Regions from separate parts of the Mus musculus genome. Here region 1 is linked to region 2. The links are chromatin contacts, called in public Micro-C maps. All regions are on one chromosome and are shown on one strand. Each heading gives the region's core, a stretch centred on a gene start, on an enhancer-like site or on the middle of the called end of the contact. The rest is flanking DNA. Distances are from core to core; before and after follow the strand shown. Region 1 overlaps Gm4319 (predicted gene 4319). Region 2 overlaps 4933417E11Rik (RIKEN cDNA 4933417E11 gene).

Region 1 (6,813 bases), core at 342-2,841, 140 kb before region 2:
GAAGCAGGAGGCCGCCTTGTAGGGCTGTTTGTACTGTAATGAAATAGAAAGTTTAAAAGCCTAAGTGAAGCCTGTGCGTTTGGAAATGGCGGGAGGTCCAGCATGCGCTTTAAAAATTACTCAGAAAACTGACAAACTCTTGAAGGTGGGGAGAGAAATTGCCTACTTCACTTTTGGAAGATGTCCCTCCCCACCCGGGGTTGAACAGCCCCCACACATTGAGCCGGAGCACAGGGCGTCCCAACCAATTAAATACTCATGGAGATGCACTCTTAACTCTATATTTGAGTTGTCAACGGGAAGGCCAGACTAAGCACGAGGTTGTCTAGGAACTTGCTAGCCAGCTGTTTGAGAGATCTGAGAGCTACTATTTTGTACGCAGATAGATACCGGACTGAGGAAAGTTGTTCAAATTACGTGACAAAGAGGTCCAGGCTTAGAGATTTGAGTGCTCTGTGGGGTCCTTAGTAGGGCTAACTAGCTGGAGCTCCTTCTTGTCAGCAGCCTTGAAGATGGACAGGTTATTATTATTATTATTATTATTATTATTATTATTATTATTAAAATTAAAGTGTTGCATAGTCACACTGAATTAATTGTAGCTATTCACTGGTGAGGGTTGGGGGTGGTCCCTTCAAGGGTGTGAGCTCTTTGATGAGAATGGACTCCTAGCAAATAGAGCAATGTAAACACAACTTGCTTTAAGCCAAGAAAGAGATGGGGACAAAGCCTAGAGTAGGTCAATTAAAATCACCACATTAATGAAAAGGCAAACTGATAACGTATAGTTTTAGTAAAACAAGAAAAACAATGCACAGTGGCAGAGAAGTTTTGCTTCCTAGTCTTTCCACTTTCTTTCTTAAAAAACAAAAAACAAAAGCAAAAAACAAAAGCAAAAACCAAAAAGCAAAAACCAAAAAACAAAAACACCCTCTCAAAACAAGCAAGCAAACAAAACCATACAACAACAACATCAAACAAAACAAAACACCCTAAATAGTGACTGGAGAGTTGGCTTAGTGGTTAAAGCTTTTGTTGTTCTTGCAGAGGACTTGGGGTTTGACCCACCACCCAGTGGAGATTCACAGTCATCTGTAACTCCAGTTCTAGGATGCCTGACACCCTCTTCTGACCACAGAGGGCATCAGGCATAGAAGTGGTACACAGACAAAACACCCATATAAAACATAAAAATGAAAAAGACTGAAAAATCAGCTGTGTGGTGGTGGGGCACACTTTTAATCCCAGCACGTGGGAGGCAGAGACAGTCGGATGTTTGTGAACTCAAGGTCAGCCTGGTCTTCAGAGTGAGGTCCAGGACAGTCAGGGCTACATAGAGAAAACTCTGTCTCGGAAAACAAAAACAACAAAAGTTTTATGTGGCATTTATTTAGATGTCTGTGTGTCTGTATGTGCATATGTGTGAATGCTTGTTCCTGTGTATGCATGGACCCAGAAGAGGACATCAAGTGACCTCCTCGATCACCATCGGCCCATTCCTTTGACACAGGGTCTCTTCCAACCTAGGGCTTGCATTTTCTCAGCTAGATGAGAAGCCCTCGAGCTCCAGTGATCCTTTTGTCTCTGCCCTCCCTTCAGTTATCCCTGGAATTATTGGTATTTGCAGGACTCCCAGCTTGTTGCATGGGTGCCTGTATTCAAACTCTGGTTCTCAGGATTGACCAGCAAGTATTCTGCACTATTCCTCTAGATCACCCTTTTGTCTGGTTCTCAAGGGGGGTTCTTTGCTTTTGGAATTAACGCAGCACATTGGTGTTTCAATCTGTTGAATGTCCATAGAGCGACAGAGAGCCTTATTTTTCTCATGACTTCTAGAGGGAGCAATGCTTTCCTCCCTCTAGAAGGAACTGATTGCCAGGGAAGCCACAGTTAAGTGTAAATGGATAATGAGTGGGAGATGGGGAGAGAACAGGATAGAGGCTAGAAGGGAGATGCTGAGATAGACTCCGTGGATTCCTCAATGAAGGATGGAAAGGTATTGGTACGGTGGTCTGGATTTTTAACGTTAAAGATTAACTTTAAAGGGGAGAGGGAGATGGTTCGGTGATTACAAGCACTGGCTGCTCTTGCAGAGGACATCGTTTTGGTTCCTAGCACCCAATATGGCATTCACCTGTGACTCCACTTCCAGTTGGAGGGCCTGGAAGGCCTCTGAGGGCCCCAGGCATGTACATGGTGCACATTTAGACATGCAAGGCCAAACACTCACACACATAAAAGAAATAAGAAACTAAAAGAATTAAAAAAAAAACCTTAAAAAACACAACATAATCACAAGTCTCTGATATAAATTGAACCAGTTAGTGGTTTTTATTTAAGTCATTAATTAATGAGGGAACCTTGCGACATTACAATGGCCTCAAAGGAGAAATTCAAACAACCATCAGATAATTCTGTAATAATTTTACAAATGGATACAAAATTGGCTTGTTCCATAGTGGGTGTGGTGGTGGAGGTTAGAAATCAATTATATTTGCAGAGGAAAAGATTAATTTTCATGCCTGTAGACAAGTCATTTGAATTATTATTGGTGCCAGAGAGTAGGGCAGATGGAGAGGACCTGAGGACCGCGTATAAAACACTGCAAAATGCTTATGAGAAAAACACAGAGGACAAAAAAATCTCTGGCAAAGGCTGGCTAGCTCACAACTCCCACCCTTCAGGAGGCTGACTGGAACGGGCTGGTGCCATTGGTGGAAGTACGCGCTATATGTCTGAAGATGATGTGTGCCTTATTATAATATGAAAACAGACACTATCCTGCTGGGCCAAGAACACTCGTGAAACTCTACACTATGCAAATGAGCAAGATAACCCTGGGGATGTGGCATAAAGGCTTCATCCTTTGCATAGTATCACTGATGGAGATTCTCAAAGTTCTCCCAGCCCTACCCTCTTCATTGGAAGTAGGTTGTTTCTTATTACATGGTCTCTGGAAGTAGGTTGTTTCTTATTACATGGTCTCTCCTCCTGCTACTTTCCACAAGCCTTCGGCCGATGTTTGTTCCAGGACACAAGAACCTGGAATCCCTCCAGAGGTGCCAACCAATCTCTCATGTTCACTGATGTTGTTATTGCTACACTTTGCAATGTAAAAGTTGCAAAATAGCTCAGCCAAGGAAAGGCAGCGAACTCACAGAATCAAGCCATCCGGAAGCCTATACTTAGAGGATGCCCTGTTTCCCGCTGAAGAGGACCTTATAATCTTTCTGGTCCAGTTGATTATTTTATAGTTTCTTTTTAAAAAGTTTCTATAGATTTGGTTGTCTAATGGTAACACTTTATTTTAGACAATGGACCAAGCTTTTAGGAAAAGAAAAGGACCTACAATGTTCTTTCCAAACAGATTCACCAAGCCCTGATCAAGCGTCTGTAGGTAGCACTTAGGTGCTGGGGAAGGGAGAGACGGAGGTAACTATAGAGCCATAGTGAATATTTAGGCACATCTCTGAGGCAATAGTTATGGCTAAATCTCACCTTGGTTGAGCTCTGCTCCACCGGAAGTATAATGGGTAGGTCTGTACACATCTTTAGAGGTTACAGTTCAGCACTCGTTCAAGGGCAGAGGCATGTCATTTTTTTTTTTTCCTTACATGTATTTTTAGTTAGGGCAAGAAGTGGTGGCATTGGTAGTCTCTAGTGAAATCTGCAAAGTGGGAAGCACTTAGACAGATGGAGGAAGGAGAAGAGGAGCTTAGGAACCCGCAGACAAGAGCACACTTTCTGTCCTTTTGTTAAAACGGCTAATTAGAGTCGAGGCGTGGGGGTGCATGCCTTCCATCTCAGTGCTCAGAAGGGGGAAGTAGATTGTTTCCCATTACATTGTCCCTCCCGCTACAACTTTCCACTCAGCTTCAGACGATGTTTTCTTTCGCGACAAGGTGGATCCAGACAGGTGGATCTCTGTTGAGTTCCAGGACAGTCAGGTTTACATAGAGAGACCTTGTCCCCAAAACCCTCAAAATCATCATCAAGAGCAACAGGAAAATGACTAATTAGGAGACCTTAGATGGGAGGGTTCTCTAATGTAAGCAAGTTGACTTTGTAAGCAATTTGATATAAGCAGTCTTGTTCTAGAGAAAAATAATTTGAACTTAACTAATGAAAACCATCAACTAATTTCTTTTTTTTTTGTTTTTTTTTCCATTTTTTATTAGGTATTTAGCTCATTTACATTTCCAATGCTATACCAAAAGTCCCCCATACCCACCCACCCCCACTCCCCTACCCACCCACTCCCCCTTTTTGGCCCTGGCGTTCCCCTGTACTGGGGCATATAAAGTTTGCGTGTCCAATGGGCCTCTCTTTCCAGTGATGGCCGATTAGGCCATCTTTTGATGCATATGCAGCTAGAGTCAAGAGCTCCAGGGTACTGGTTAGTTCATAATGTTGTTCCACCTATAGGGTTGCAGATCTCTTTAGCTCCTTGGCTACTTTCTCTAGCTCCTCCATTGGGAGCCCTATGATCCATCCATTAGCTGACTGTGAGCATCCACTTCTGTGTTTGCTAGGCCCTGGCATAGTCTCACAAGAGACAGCTATATCTGGGTCCTTTCGATAAAATCTTGCTAGTGTATGCAATGGTGTCAGCGTTTGGATGCTGATTATGGGGTGGATCCCTGGATATGGCAGTCTCTACATGGTCCATCCTTTCATCTCAGCTCCAAACTTTGTCTCTGTAACTCCTTCCATGGGTGTTTTGTTCCCAATTCTAAAGAGGGGCATAGTGTCCACACTTCAGTCTTCATTCTTCTTGAGTTTCATGTGTTTAGCAAATTGTATCTTATATCTTGGGAATCCTAGGTTTGGGGCTAATATCACTTATCAGTGAGTACATATTGTGTGAGTTCCTTTGTGAATGCATCAACTAATTTCTATCTAGGCCTCTTACACTGAAATGATCTAATAAGGCCATTCATTGCTTTAGCCAGTTCAATATTTACTTTGCTCTGATTCTGAGTTCACCCTATCAAAATGTTCCTCTAGTGCCCTCACAGTAGAGGACCAAATACGGGAGCTGTGAAATATTGCTATCTGTTTAAACAGACCCCTTTAAAAATGTTAATGTGGTTAAATTTATCTTTTAGCTTTTTCATCAGAGTGTTCTCATTCAGGTAGAGAAAAATATCCAGAATTCAGTTTTGATTTTTGTTTGTTTGTTTGTTTATTTAGCACTAGGAGAGACATGGGGGCCGCAGTTGAAAGATGGTAATCTATAGACCTTGCTTGCTTTTAATACCAACATGCCTGGCAAAATGTGCTCAGGTGGTATGATAGTGGCATGGCAGTTATGGGTGTAACCAACCACATTCTAATTGCTATGAGGCCTCCTCCACAGGAGCGATGTCATCCCTAGTACAGTAAACATGGTCAAAAGGTCAGCTCATGGCTGGGAAGATCATGGTGCTTTTGTATATGAGTACCCTGTAGCTGTACTGATAGTTGTGAGCCATCATGTGGTTACTGGCAATTTGAATTCAGGACCTCTGCTCGCTCAGGTTCTAAAGATTTATTTATTATTATATCTAAGTACACTGTAGCTGACTTCAGACATCCCAGAAGAGGATATCAGATCTCATTACGGATGGTTGTGAGCCACCATGTGGTTGCTGGGATTTGAACTCAGGACCTTCAGAGGAGCAGTGCGTGCTCTTACCCGATGAGCCATCTCTCCAGCCCCTTGGTATTTTATTTTTATTTGTGTGTGTGTGTATGCGCATGGGAATTTGTGCTACTGTATATGTGCATGTGGAGGCTGGAGGAGGATGCTGAGTGTTCCACCTTGTCACCTCCCTCATTCTTTGAGACAGGGTTTCTTGCTGGACCTGGAGCTATGTTGGCAGGCAGTGAGCCCCAGTGTGACCCTCCTGTCTCTGCCTTGAAATGGTTCTGATATTACAGGCATTTTTTTGTTAGATTTTTTTTTTTCATTTCAAATGCTATCCCCAAAGTCTCTTATTCCCCCCACCCCCCTTTGCTCCCCAACCCACCCACTCCTGCTTCCTGTCCCTGGCAATCCCCTGTACTGGGGCATATGATCTTTGCAAGACCAAGGGCCTCTCCTCCCATTGATGGCTGACTAGGCCATCCTCTGCTACATAGAGGCATGTGTTTAATACCAAGCTTTTTGCGTGGGTTTTGGGGACGTGAATTCAGGTTGTTCTGCAGTAAGTACTTTTACCCACCAAGCCAATGCTCTAGCCTGGCATTTTTAAGTCATGAGGTCGTGGATGCAAATCCATGGGGGTCATACACAAGATTAGCTTCTAGGTTTGAAGTTGAAAACTGAGAATTCCTTCCTTCCTTCCTTCCTTCCTTCCTTCCTTCCTTCCTTCCTTCCTTCTTTTAGATTAGTACCCACAATTGTTTTGTATCACACAGCTGTAATCTTTTTCATCCCTTCTTTCCTTACATTTGAAGTCTTGAAATTCCATTATAAATAATAGTAGTAGGTTTTAATGCTATAGAACAGAACAATCTGGCATAAAGAAAGGTGAGAAAGAAGATACAAATTTGTCTTTAAAGCTACCCAAAATCTTAGGACTTAATGTGTTGCTAAATTACATCTGTGCAGTTGGAGATAACTTAAAAGCCAGGATGTGTGTGTGTAACCAATTTTTATAATTTTAGCTTTAATTCAAAATACCTAAGGTTTTTGGATGAGTTTAGGATCTTCTTACTGTTAATTCAGTGGAGGAAAATGAAACTGGAGACTTGCTCTCTTTTCCGAGTAAACATGGTGACAAAAATATGTCTGAAGCTTGAGAGCATTGAGAATTTGAAATTTTTTTT
Region 2 (6,352 bases), core at 2,150-4,649:
GTGTACCATAGGAAGAGGATAGTCTCTAGCCTAGCTTTCTCTCCCAGATAATGAGACAGAATGCCCCAGAGCCCAAGGTGGCGATAAACATTGAATTATCTTTCCTCTTCTGCCTCTGGCTTTCACTGGGCCCTCAGCCTGGATACTGTTTGAAAGACTGCAGGCTGCAGTCTCTAAGTAAGGATGTGTTTGCGATAATGAGAAACAGACCAAGGAAATAAAGTTTTCCATAACTGGCCACTGAGGCGTCTGCCCAACAAACTCAAGGCTGAGTTAATCACACCCTTTCTGAAAATGGATACTCAGCTTTTAAGCATATAGAAAGATTATTTTAGCCAGAAAAAAAATGTAATATTGAGAATAGAGGTAAGCGAGTTTCTGGGTTAGCACAAAGCTATTAGCCAATAAAGTAAGTGCAAATTCTTATTATAGAGTTTGATGGCTAGAACAGATACTTCTCCAGAGGGAAAATGAATGCTTTTTGTTTATATTGAAAAGAATCACATTTATGATTTCTTTGTGGGTGGTATGTGTGTGTGTGTGTGTGTGTGTGTGTGTGAGAGAGAGAGAGAGAGAGAGAGAGAGAGAGAGAGAGAGAGAGGTGGTTTAACTTATTCATTCATTACACGTTATAAAGAAACCTACAGCTTAAGTGCAAATGGTTTCAAGTTGTCTTGATTTGACTTTTAGATGTCATGTTCTCTTGAATGGAGAAGAAAAGGGACGGCAATCATTGTAGCATAAATGACTCAGAAATAATACTTGCACAGTGCTCTGCAAAGCTTGCTAAAAATTGTTTTTACTCTTTTAAAAGTCTGAGAGGAGTGTCTTTGACCTGCGTGTCAGTGGGAACATTGCATTGTTATTTCTTATTGTTTTAATGCTCTGCTTATTCATATTGGTTCTTGTGATTTTGTATGATTGCCCTAAACTTGACCCTGAGCCTAGGAGACACATACAACCAGGTGAGAGCAGTATCACTAGAAGATAGTTAATAAAATCAAATACAGTCTTATATAACTCAAAGTAAAATATTTTTAAATCAATGATATTGAAATTTTATTTTCAGAACATTATGTCTCCATAAAAATCACACTCGGTCTGCAGCATACACTTGTTGAAAGGCAGTCAACAGTCACTGCTATGCAAAAAAACCTTAAAGTGATATAAAAGCCAATGGTAGCTGGTCATTGGTCACTGTGTATCATTCCCTTCTTTATTTGGGCACAGCAACATCTTGTGTGCCCAGCACTGTGTTGTCTGGGGGATACAAACCTGGTCTGAGTTCTAACTGGAAAGAAAGTCATGACATGACCATCTCTGAGGTAGTCACTGTGGCCATCCCTGCCTCTGTCATGCAGTCACCCTGGAGTGTGGGTATGAGATCAGACTAAGTCCAATGCAACCACACACACACACACACACACACACACACACACACACACACACACACTGAGAAAGGAGGGGGTAGCGAGTTCCTCAACGTGAAATCAAAATATTGTTTCCAGATGGAGTAGATGGATGATGGACAACAGATGTCTTCCTTGGGTGCTTCTTCTGACACCCAGGTTGTTAAGAGGCCCCAGGCATCCCTGCCTCTTATCCTTAACTCTCCTCCCCGCCCCCAGGCAATCCTGCCTTCTCCAGGTGCAAAATGGAATCTCTCTCTCTCTCTCTCTCTCTCTCTCTCTCTCTCTCTCTCTCTCTCTCTCTCGGCTTATAAGTGCTGGGTTAGCAAAGTTGATATGGTACTATTTTAGTACATATTTCAAATATAATAACTTAAAGAGCCTTCTGTGGGCAGTTTTGAGGATTTAACCATAATGTATAATACAATGTCTGTGGGAATATGTGTTTGGAAGCCAAACTAAAACCAACAGATGAATTCTTGAAATATAAACCAAAGTCATGTGAGCCCAGGCACCTTCCAAATTGTGCGGTAGAATCCGACTAGGCTGAGACCACTCAAGGGAATTGCATTCAGGCTTTGAGTCTGGGAAAGAGGTAGGCCCCCCATGGTAATGTCAGCCCATCAGTCATTTGTTGGTATCAAAACCAGGTGGGTTATCTCTGTGTGCTGTTATGGTGTGAGGGTGTATTGGATCTGATGACCCAAGGCAGTTGACTACATTTTATTCTTTTCCATCTTCATGAATTTAAGTATATTAATCTGAAACTGTATCCCTTCTTTTAAATCCCCCTTTGAAAAATAATCCTATTTCCTAAATGATGCTATTAAGTGGTGGGGTCTCTGGGAGGTAATTAGGTGAAGAGGATAGAACCTTCATAAAAGGGATCAGTGTTCTCCTTTAAAAATTTAAATTTAAAGTATGCTTGTATTTTGCCTGTATGGCATGTCTGTGATCCATTTGTTTGTCTGGTGTCCTCAGAGGCCAGAAGAAGAAGCTGGACACTGGATCCCCTGTAACTGGAGTTACAGTGCTGAACATGGGTGCAAGGAGTGGAACCCAGGTCCTCTGAAAGAGCAGCCTATGTTCTTAACTACTGAGCCATCTCAGGAGTCCCAGGACTAGTTGCTTACAAAAGGACACTAGGAAGTTCTCTCCTTCTCTTTCTACCCTGTGGGCATATAACAAGAAGACAGCCATGAGTAATTCTCACCAGAACTCAATGATGGTGGCCCTCTAGTCTTAGACCTGAAGTATGAAGAATTCCATGAGGAATAAGTTTATGCTGTTTGTAAGGAGCCATTTCATGATGTTTTGTTAACAGTCTGAACTAAGATATCTACCCCCCACATCCTGAGAATCATTGCTTATCGTGTCAAAGCCTGTAATAACCAGCGCCCCTACAATTGACAGCATACATCCTTAACTTGCCTATTTAAAATGCTAACACGTGTAAGAAAATTACAAAAGTATACTTTCCTTTTCTGTATTTTTAAGTCTTTTGCTATGGATTTCATGCACTTTTCTTCTCCATATGAAATCCAGGCTAAATAGTCCTCTTTATGCTTTGAGGATACTATGAATATTGGTATTTTATATATACCCATTTCTAACTGCATTCTTTTTGTTCATCCAGTTTTGATTTAAATTTGAGGGAGGTGCCCGAATGGAGTTTCAGGGAGTCTTGGGTAAATCAAAATCACTTCAGAGCAGCAACCGTGAGTTTCACATCCTTGGCTGGTAGAGAAGTACTGTGAGAACCAGAGGACTGGCCTCCTGAAGGTCTAGACTGGAAAGCCGTGGACTGGGTTTCAGGAGTAGGTGCATGCCTACAGCATGCTAAAGAATGTGTCTGGTCTTTCTCCTTGGATTCAGGGAAGGAGCCTCTAAGCCAAAGAATTTGTCTGGTCTTTCTCTGCATCCCGGGAGAGAGCTTCTAAGCCATTGGAATTTCCTGAGGGATAGGCGTATTTGTTATTGACTGTAGGCCCTGGTCAGTCAGTCATGAGATGATTCAGGACTGATGGAGGCCATGCCAATACTATTCATGTGATTAGAGGGTGGGGTTTTGAGCCATATATCATCTCACCTTCTGAACCTCTGGGGACAGAAGGAGAAAGTTGTAGGTTGAGTTCAACTCCATTAGTCATGTCTTCACACTAACTCCCCCGTATAATAAACTCTGAGCGCTGAGCTCAGGGTAGCTTCCAGGATGCGATCATGCTGGTTACCTGGGACAGTTGATACCTCTGAGTCTCTGGGGACAATGTACATGTCTCCTGGACCCTCCTAGACCTCTCCATATGTATCTTTCTGTTTGATTGGTTCTAACTAGTATCTTTGAAATCGAATATCAATTATAAATATGTTGCTTTCGTGAGTTCTGTACACTGCTTTGGGTCATAACTTGAGCTGGTGAGAATTGCCACGGCTTGAGGATCCCTGAATTGAGACTGGTGTCTGAAGTGAGGGCAAGCTTGTTAGAGAGAGTGTTCTCAGCTCTAGAGTCTAGTGCTAACTCCAGGGGTGCAGATCAGAACTGAACCTCAGCCTAGAATTATAGCTAAAAAGCACTTGCAGGATTTGACACACACAGCAGGATGGGCTGCAGCCCTTTGAACCTAGCTAGGATGGGATCAGTGTAAAGACATCCACAGTGGATGCAGGGAAAAGCCACATGACCAGAGTCCCACTTGATAGCATGTCCACTGTGAGGAGGAGAGGGCACGGGAGGGTGTCTGCGAAGGAGAAACAGCTCCAGGTAATGTGAACTCTGAATACAGGTTATACGTTTATCTGCTTTAAGTTAGAAGAGAAAGCAGTATTTAAAAATTGTGTGTGTGTGTGCGCGAGCTCTTCTCTGTCTATCTGTCTGTCTAGACCAGAGGTCAAACCTTGGTGTCATTCCTCAGCAGTCATCCACCTTGTCTTTGGAGACGAAGCTTCACTTGGACCCAGGGCTCACTGACTGGGTACGCTGACTGACCGGGCTACGCTGACTGACCGGGCTACGTTGACTGGCCAGCAAGCCCCAGGGATCCTCCATCTCTGGCTTCCCAGCAGTGGAATTACAAGTGTGTAGAGTCACATCCTGGGTTCTGGGAAAGAACTTGGGTCTTCATAACTGCATAACAAGCTGTTTACCAACCATGCCATCTTTTTTTTTGTTGTTGTTGTTGTTGTTCCAGAAAATTCTTTGTAACATTTTTCAATGAACAAGTTTGCCACCCTCAATCAACGGGATTATTTTTTTCCAGCCCCCACACCCCAGTTTCCCAGGCACACTCTGTAGTGACTGGAACTGAATCCACCATACAGTTTATTTTAGCCTCCCTTACATTTCTCTTAGACTTTCCTTTTAGTTTCTGACTTAGCTTCCCTTATCAACAGCCCCACGTTTTCCTTTGCAATTGTCAAATTATCTATCAGGTGTGCTGGAACAGAACCAAGTGGTTCCCACAAAGCAAAAGGACTGTATCCCAGCGTCTCATCAGTTTCCATGGGTTTTGGTCCAGGCTGTGCTTTGGGCCTTTGGCCCAGTGTTCAGTTATTTCTGTGTTCAATTGTATGTGGCTTACAAGACTAATGTAATTTAGAATATTAGATGCTGGGAAGGAAATAATGGCTAAGGAGCTGGTTAAGGCTTTTATGTGTGCATGTTTGTGTTTGTGTTCAGGGGTGTGTGTGTGTGTGTGTGTGTGTGTGTGTGTGTGTGTGTGTGAGAGAGAGAGAGAGAGAGAGAGAGAGAGAGAGAGAGCGTGCTTATGCAAGGGAGAGGACAACTCCACGTGTTATTCCTCAGGCTCTGGACATCTTTAATTTTTTTTCACATCTACTCATTTATTCATTTATGTGTGCAGTGGTAGATATGCATACCACAGTGAACATATGGAGGGCAACTTTCATGAATCTCTTCTGCCATGTGCATTTTAGGGGTCAAACTCTAACTTAGTTGACAGGCTTAGGCAGCAGGTCACTTAACTTGCTTGACCAACCACTGGCTTCACCCTTCTTTTTTTCTTGCAGTGCTAGGAATTGAGTTAGGGACTCGCACATGCTAGGTAAACACTCTAGCGCTTAGCGCTATTCCAAGCCATCACCTCTGTTTCCGAGGCCGGCTCTCTCACTGTCCTAGGACTCCCCAGGGATGCTGATTGGGTATTGAGGCTCAGGCATCTTCCAGTGTCCACCTTCTCAGCACTGGATTGCAAGTGTGTAAAACCGCATCATGTCTGGCTTTCAGAGTGAGTCTAGGGACCAGACTCAGGTTCTCACGCTTGGACAACAAACATTTTACTAACTGAGTTATCCCTTGGCTCTGGTTGAGAGCCATTAAAGAAGTATTCATTTGTTAATTTTTAAATTATACAGATTTTTCTCCTGATTGAGTTTTAAGTTGAGTAGGAAGGAAAGAAAATAATGAACAGACCTTTAAAAATTGCTATATCTGTATAAGTTACAACTAGTAAAAAAAATAGTTGTGAATTTAGTTATGCTGTGCATTTTTTCTGAGTCCCTCCAGATCTGATCACGTGTCTCTAGGAGGCAGCCCTTCTGAGCCTCCTCTGATGAAGATCCAACATCAGGCGGCATGATGATGGGGAGTGCATGTGGGTGGGAGAGGTTACATCCTCATACAGGAAAGGGGAGAGCCAGGCTTGCCCCTTTTGCAACAACCCTCTCTGGAGAACTAATCTCACTTCCTTAAAAAGGCAGCACCCGCAGTGACCTCAAGACCTTGCAGAGGGCAAACTCCTCTAAAAGGTCCCCTGGCTGCCCAGCAGGGCGCAAGCTCCTTACAAACTGGAACATCTTCCCTCACAGTGTTCAATTTGCTATTGGCTCCTTCTCCCCTTTTTCTGATGCTTGATAGTGAACCCAGGACTTTATTATTAATATTTCCATTTTAGTCTATTTACCTCACCATTATTTTTTATGTTTAG

The links. A called contact is a pair of places that touch in the nucleus more often than the background predicts.
Region 1: a Micro-C map of trophoblast stem cells shows a contact between it and region 2, with 4 times the contacts expected there. The contact joins two enhancer-like sites. A contact is called at or near these places in 2 of 15 datasets of contacts at CTCF or cohesin (both in the NIH/3T3 cell line), 10 of 484 Hi-C or Micro-C datasets (the 3T3-L1 cell line, the AML12 cell line, adipose-derived mesenchymal stem cells and 6 more) and 1 of 9 other capture datasets (embryonic stem cells).

The regions. Positions count from the first base shown.
Region 1 is chr1:72,114,944-72,121,756 of GRCm38.p6, reverse strand. All of the region lies in intron 1 of Gm4319 (predicted gene 4319), which reads left to right. Among named protein-coding and RNA genes, the nearest start is that of Gm4319, 5.4 kb to the left of the region's middle. Within about 2 kb of position 1,591, at least 7 of the 459 cell types and tissues checked have an H3K27ac peak or open chromatin away from gene starts, as enhancers often do. A contact at or near this core is called in trophoblast stem cells, where this site is marked.
Region 2 is chr1:71,974,663-71,981,014 of GRCm38.p6, reverse strand. All of the region lies in intron 1 of 4933417E11Rik (RIKEN cDNA 4933417E11 gene), which reads left to right. Among named protein-coding and RNA genes, the nearest start is that of 4933417E11Rik, 27 kb to the left of the region's middle. Within about 2 kb of position 3,399, at least 9 of the 459 cell types and tissues checked have an H3K27ac peak or open chromatin away from gene starts, as enhancers often do. A contact at or near this core is called in trophoblast stem cells, where this site is marked.